Linked DNA regions of Mus musculus: region 2 is linked to region 1. Evidence: chromatin contacts called from public Hi-C data. All regions are on one chromosome and are shown on one strand. The core of a region is the stretch at or near the end of the contact, and the rest is flanking DNA. Distances in the headings are between cores, read along the strand shown.

Region 1 (2,955 bases), core at 416-2,915:
TGGTTCTTCTTCAGTGCTGCAGTTTGTAAGCCAGTCGGACAACATCCAGTCCTGCAGGTTTGCCCAGACAATGGAGCAGAGGCTGCAGAAGGCATTCCAGGATGCAGAGAGGAAGGTCCTCAGCACCAGGAGCAACCTAACAGTTCAGGTAGGGAGCAGGGGCATCAGGCTGCAAATGCAGACAGCCATAGTGCGTACATTGGACAGAAATGATATGGGTCCCCCCCATCTAAACTGTCACATGCAAATGTAAGTGTGTGCTTTGGGCAGGTGATAGAGATAGTCGTGGCAGTGGCGAGGGTGGCTCAGATCTGGCTATGACAGATAGCATTCCATGTCACTATGAACCGACCAGAGTTCAGGGATGAGTATTTGGTTTTTATATGTAATACTTCCTCCAGTCTTTCTAATTAAGCCTGAGTATTCCTTATACGATGGATCAGTGTGTGTGTGTGTGTGTGTGTGTGTGTGTGTGTGTGTGTGTTTGGGGGAGCACATGCTGTGGTGCAAAGGTGGAGTTCAGGGGACAGAGAATGAGTTCTTTCCTTCCAACATGTGCGTTCCAGCAACCAAGCTCAGGCTGCCATGCTTGGTGGCAGGCCCCTTCATCTGCTGAGTCATCTTGGGGCCTGTGGATTGATTTTTAAATCACCAACTCCATTGTGATTTTCTGTGATTAACTGTTGTGTGATTTTCATTGGGCTAGTTCCAAATTTCAACACAAAAATAATGATCACCACATGCAAACACAAACACCCATGAAAGACACCCACGCCTTTTATAGTGTGGGCTCACTCTCAGCTCAATGTTTTACAAATATTCTTCCGTGTAATGATCAGACATTCTCTGAGATGTCATCTCCATTTTGTTCAGGTGAGAATTGAGGGAAGGATTATGACACTCCCAGGTCACATGGCTGGGAAAGGATGAAGCAAAGATGTGAGCGCAAACTCTGTGTTCTCATCCACCATGCTGTACCAGCACTGACACAGTGTAGAAAGAGTGTCCCCAAGCCCTTGGCAAGTACGCAAAACTTTCCAAGGGAAATCCATCTCTTGGCTAACAGTGTGAACACCACCAAAAGCCTTTCTCAGACCCGTGTGTGTGTGTGTGTGTGTGTGTGTGTGTGTGTGTGTGTGTGTGTAAGATCTCAGTAAGGACAGACACTTCTTAATAATATTCATCCAGCCCCCAACTTCTCTAATTAATGCTACTATTCTGTGTCTGTTTTGACTGCTGAACTCTAAAGCCTTTGCAATTAGACCAGGGGCTTTTGAATCTGACATTTAGCATAAGTGAATTATCAGCAAAGCCAATACATGTGGCAAGCACATAATCTAATTTGCAGGAGCAGCTTTCCTTTTCTATGCTCAGGCAAAGTGGATCGGGAGGATGTCATTACGACTCGGTGGCTAGGATCTCATTATGACTTGGCTCTTATTAGTCTAAGATCTAACAGTATGTCACAGATTTAAGATTCTTGTAAGCAGCGTGACTCAGCTCTTATGGGAAATCTTTTTCTTCAGGGTTAGATCTCTGGTCTTGGCAGGTATGTGAACCTAGGTAGTTATTAGGGCAGAATATACTTTAAGAGATTTCTTGAGTGTGTGCTGTTTATTAGATGCTGAGAGTTCAGACACCAAGATAAATAAGTTGCCGTTGGCCTTCAGCCTGTTTTGAGCCGGTTATGGGTCATTGGATGAAATGTAAGGAACAAAGATTCCTTAGAAAAGACTAGGACAGGTGACTTGGCCATTGCACCTAACTAGATTTAAGATGCTGTCCAACATGTTGGGAGCCTTTAGAATTAATGGAATGAATTATTTTATCAATTCCATTTCACAATTGGCCTTGGCCATTGTGAAGTAATGTTGCTGGATTTAACACCTCTTTCTTGGTCCTTATACCATCACAGATAACTTCACATTCACTGTCTTCCTGGGATCATGATACTATGACTTCCAAATTGATGTTTTTGTAACACTTTTACATTTCATTATATTAAATATCATTTGTATGGTACTTTGAATACCTTGTGAAATAAAAGGGTGTAAATATCAGAGTCATTGGAAAAGTGATTTTTAAAAGAGCCCATAGCATTAGGAGCTAGCTTACAATTGACTCCATGAAGGTTGTAACAGAATCCAAGCTTATGAGACATAAGCACAAAGAGACTGTAATGGCCTCCCTCCACTGAGAAGGTCACAGCTTATCTGCTGGAGACACAACTGGATCCAGCTGCATCAACATTGTCTTCAATGTTCTCTGTTCATTTTTGGCTTGACTTCCTCCAGACCCTCCTCTTCTTCCTCCTTCTCCTTTTAAGATTTATTTGTTTCTATTTTACTGCATGTATACTTTGTCTACTGTATGTATGTCTGTGTATCAGATGCATACAGTGCCCATGGAGACCAGACAATGATCTCTTATCTTGTACGACTTGGGTATAAATGGCTGAAAGATGCCATGTGGGTGCTTGGGAAACGAACCCAGGTTATCTGGAAGACCGGCAAGTGCTCTTCACTACCGAGCTGTCTCTCCAACCCCTGCACACCTCTTACCTGGGCTGAGGGATCCTTGGTGCTTCCAGATTTGTCTTATTCTTATTGCTGATGGTCTTATGAAACCCAAGAGCCTTTAAATTTTTTATTTTTTGTTCATCTGTTTATTGGTGTCATTGCTGTGCAGTCCCACCAGTGGGACTGGCTCTCATTGGCCCACTGTGCCCACTTCTGGATTGGTAACTGTGGCCAAGGAGATGAGTATCTTGGTCAACATGGTCTGGCACAAATGCCCACTCATGAAACATGAGGAGGTGCAGCTGTACCCAAAGCCCATGGACAAAATGGAGAAGGGAGGTAACTTCCTAGGGACCATGGTGCTATTGTCGTAGAAGGAGAAAGATGGTGGCAATGAACTGTGGTCTAATGAGCTAATGAATCAGAATGAGAGAGT
Region 2 (2,922 bases), core at 416-2,915, 68 kb after region 1:
ATGAGCAAATGAACAAACAAGGGTATCAGCCAGAAGAGGTGACTCCTGAGCTGAGACTTATAAAGTGGGCACGTTTATACCTCTGAAACACATATGCACTATCAAAGCTGTAAACACATGTTCACGTACACTGCTGCTTCTAGCCTGAGCGGTGGTTATCAGTTCAGACGCTTTGGCTAGAAGCGGCAGAAACCCCAACTCAGCAACTGTTTTTAAAACAACAGGAAATGCATTGATTACAGCCAGTCCAGGGATGATATGACTGACGTGTGGGCTCCTCCCTCCGCAGTGTACAGGACTGTGTTCCCTTCAGCATGGTCTTGCTTCTCTCTACCAAACGGCTGCAGAAGTTCCAGCTCTCATGTCTGCATCCCACATTAACCAGCACAGCAGAAAATTTTCTTTTTCCCATTATGAAGCAAAGTTTTAAGTTTTACTCCGACTGCACCACCATAAAGTAAACGCCCAGTTCTGTGTCAATCATGGTAATAGCAAGAGGCAACACTGGTTGATGTACCTAAACCAGGTCTCAGCAGTGGGCCTGACACGGGCTTTGTCCCATCCTGAGCCACTAGCTGAGACACAGGGTGTACTGGTTTGTTTTTTGTCAACTTGTCACTAACCAAAAGTCACCTGGGAAGAGGCAAACCTCAATGGAGAAATTGTTTCTGTGATAGTTTGTCTATGCTTGGCCCAGGGAGCGGCACTATTAGTAGGTGTAGCCTTGTTGGAATAGGTGTGTTATTGTGGGTGTGGGCTGAAGACCCTGACCCTAGCTGCCTGGAAGTCAGTATTCTGCTAGCAGCCTTCAGATGAAGATGTTGAATTCTCAGCTCTGCCTGTACCATGCCTGCCTGGATACTGCCATGCTCCTGCCTTGATGATAATGGACTGAATCTCTGAACCTGTGAGCCATCCTCAACTAAACTTATTTTTATAAGAGTTGTCATGGTCATGGTGTCCATTCACAGCAGTAAAACCCTAAGACAGCTTCCATCACCTTGGCCTGTAGGCACATCTGTGAGACATTTTCTTGATTAATGACTTGAAGGCCCTGCCCCCAATGTAGAAGGTGCTACCCTGGGCAGGTGGGCCAAGATTATTTATCACAAGAAAGCAGGCTGAGCAAGCCAGGAAGCAGCTCTCCTCCATAGCATCTGCTTCAGCACCTGCCTAAAGGTTCCTGCCTTGAGCACCTGCCCTGATGTCCCTCAGTGATGGGACTGTTGCCTGGAAGCATAAGATGAAATAAAGCCCTCCCTCCCCGAGGTGCTTTTTTTGGTCAGTGTTTTATCACAGCAGCAGAACCAAATGAGAGCACAGGAAGGGAAGGACAGATGCCACGACTGTCACAGTGCAGGCTGCATGAGGAAGGCTCTTCTCTAAGGAAGGAGTCCAGCACACTCCTCCATGGCATTGTTCCCTTTCATGTCACTCAGTCTCCTCTTTGGGTGGCCACTCAGGAAGCAGCCAGCCTGAGATGGTACCAGGACACCAGCGTGGTGCCTGTGGTATTGGGAAGCCCATGCTAAGTTGGAACTATGTACATCTGAGGTGGATTTGAAAGAGGTGGTGCCGAAGATATTCTGTGCAGCTGTCTGGCCTTTGCAAGGCTGAAGAGGAGGAAGATCGTATCTGGGTAGACGTGGGGACAGTCTGTCAGCTATGAAGGAGTGCTGACTCACAGACAAGGTCCTCCCTGTCCCTTCCTGGCCTGCAGCACCAGCTCAGCCTTGGTGATTAATCTCAAAGTAAAACACAAAGCAGCTTTCTGTGATGCTTTCAGACTGACTCCTGTTTGAAACAGTTAAAACTAGTGTTATTTGGGTGACTTTGGCTTATAGATTACCTTCAAAGCTCACAAGCAACACAGGGGACTGTGCTGTGGTTTCTGGAGCTGAACTACCACCTAGCTGTGTGAATTATGAGTAGTTGTTTCACCTGCCTGTTCTTTAGGGTGCTTGTGTATAAAATGGGCATGCATGTGGTCCTACCACATGGGATTACCGTGAGAACAAACGGGCTGATGCTGGTGATGCTGTATGGAGGTGGGAGGCAGGAAACAGTGGTACCCATGGCTTTCAGACTCCACCAGGGGTGAGCGATCCCTTGTCTTCTGTCTTTCTATCCCAGTCCTGTAGGCATCTTCCATCTGCTGTGAAGTGTATTCTACACCAAGGAAAGTTCTAACCATACCCAAAGGGAGCCTTCGCGGGTATGGTGTGACTGGAGATGGGTTTGGTGATGGGGACCCGAGACCTTTCCTGTTACTCCAGCACATGGATACACCACCCAAGGTGACCTCTAAGGTCATACTTTCCCAAACAGTGTGGGCCAGTGGGATATTTTAACCCACTCAGTATTAAACCCCCACTGCATGTGAAGAGCAGCCGCCTATGGGACAGAAGTGCTGGAGTCTGCCCCATCAGGCTCCTGCCGCATGCTAGAGAGCTTTGCACAGGAGCAGAAATGACCGTGAAGACTTGGATACCTCTGTCTCTCACTGTCCTGTCTGTGCGGTCTCAGTTTTCACTGCCTGGAAGATTAAAAGTCAATTAGGAAACCACATCCTGTCTCTTCAGCTCACCCAGAATGCAGAAACCACACTTGTCTCCTCACTCTGTGGCCTAGATGATTCCAGTGGGCCAGCGGAATGAAATGGGGATTTCTGTAAGAGAGAAGTCACCAAACTCCTTAGACCCCAACCTGTGCCACTAAGAGCCAGTCTCGTTTTATTGGTGGAGACTCGTCTGCGATGTGGGCTCAGAAGGAAGTGGCTGCAAAGGCCTCCCCACTCCTCTGTCAGCCTTCCACAAAGGCAGAGCCCCTGGAGTTTGTTTTCCAGAAGTAGCTTTCTAAATATATCCCTGCTTCCGGCAAGGCAGGCAGGCACATGGGCCTGCGAGATCCAGAGCAGGCATG

The links. Hi-C and Micro-C count contacts between places; a contact is called where the count stands out from the background.
Region 2: a Hi-C map of the N1E-115 cell line shows a contact between it and region 1, with 2.3 times the contacts expected there. The contact joins two enhancer-like sites. A contact is called at or near these places in 5 of 39 promoter capture datasets (the 3T3-L1 cell line, 3T3-L1-derived adipocytes, cranial neural crest and 2 more), 1 of 15 datasets of contacts at CTCF or cohesin (CD8 T cells), 9 of 484 Hi-C or Micro-C datasets (the N1E-115 cell line, embryonic fibroblasts, embryonic stem cells and 4 more), 1 of 115 datasets of contacts at active chromatin or transcription factors (embryonic stem cells) and 3 of 9 other capture datasets (adipose tissue, liver and pancreatic islet).

What each region holds. Positions count from the first base shown.
Region 1 is chr2:104,245,446-104,248,400 of GRCm38.p6, reverse strand. It overlaps D430041D05Rik (RIKEN cDNA D430041D05 gene), which reads left to right. Exons shown (of 21, transcript NM_001368844.1): 6 at 15-148. Among named protein-coding and RNA genes, the nearest start is that of Gm22501, 19 kb to the right of the region's middle. Within about 2 kb of position 1,665, at least 1 of the 459 cell types and tissues checked has an H3K27ac peak or open chromatin away from gene starts, as enhancers often do. A contact at or near this core is called in the N1E-115 cell line, where this site is marked.
Region 2 is chr2:104,177,149-104,180,070 of GRCm38.p6, reverse strand. The region is part of intron 16 of D430041D05Rik (RIKEN cDNA D430041D05 gene); the gene reads left to right. Among named protein-coding and RNA genes, the nearest start is that of Gm22501, 50 kb to the left of the region's middle. Within about 2 kb of position 1,665, at least 85 of the 459 cell types and tissues checked have an H3K27ac peak or open chromatin away from gene starts, as enhancers often do. A contact at or near this core is called in the N1E-115 cell line, where this site is marked.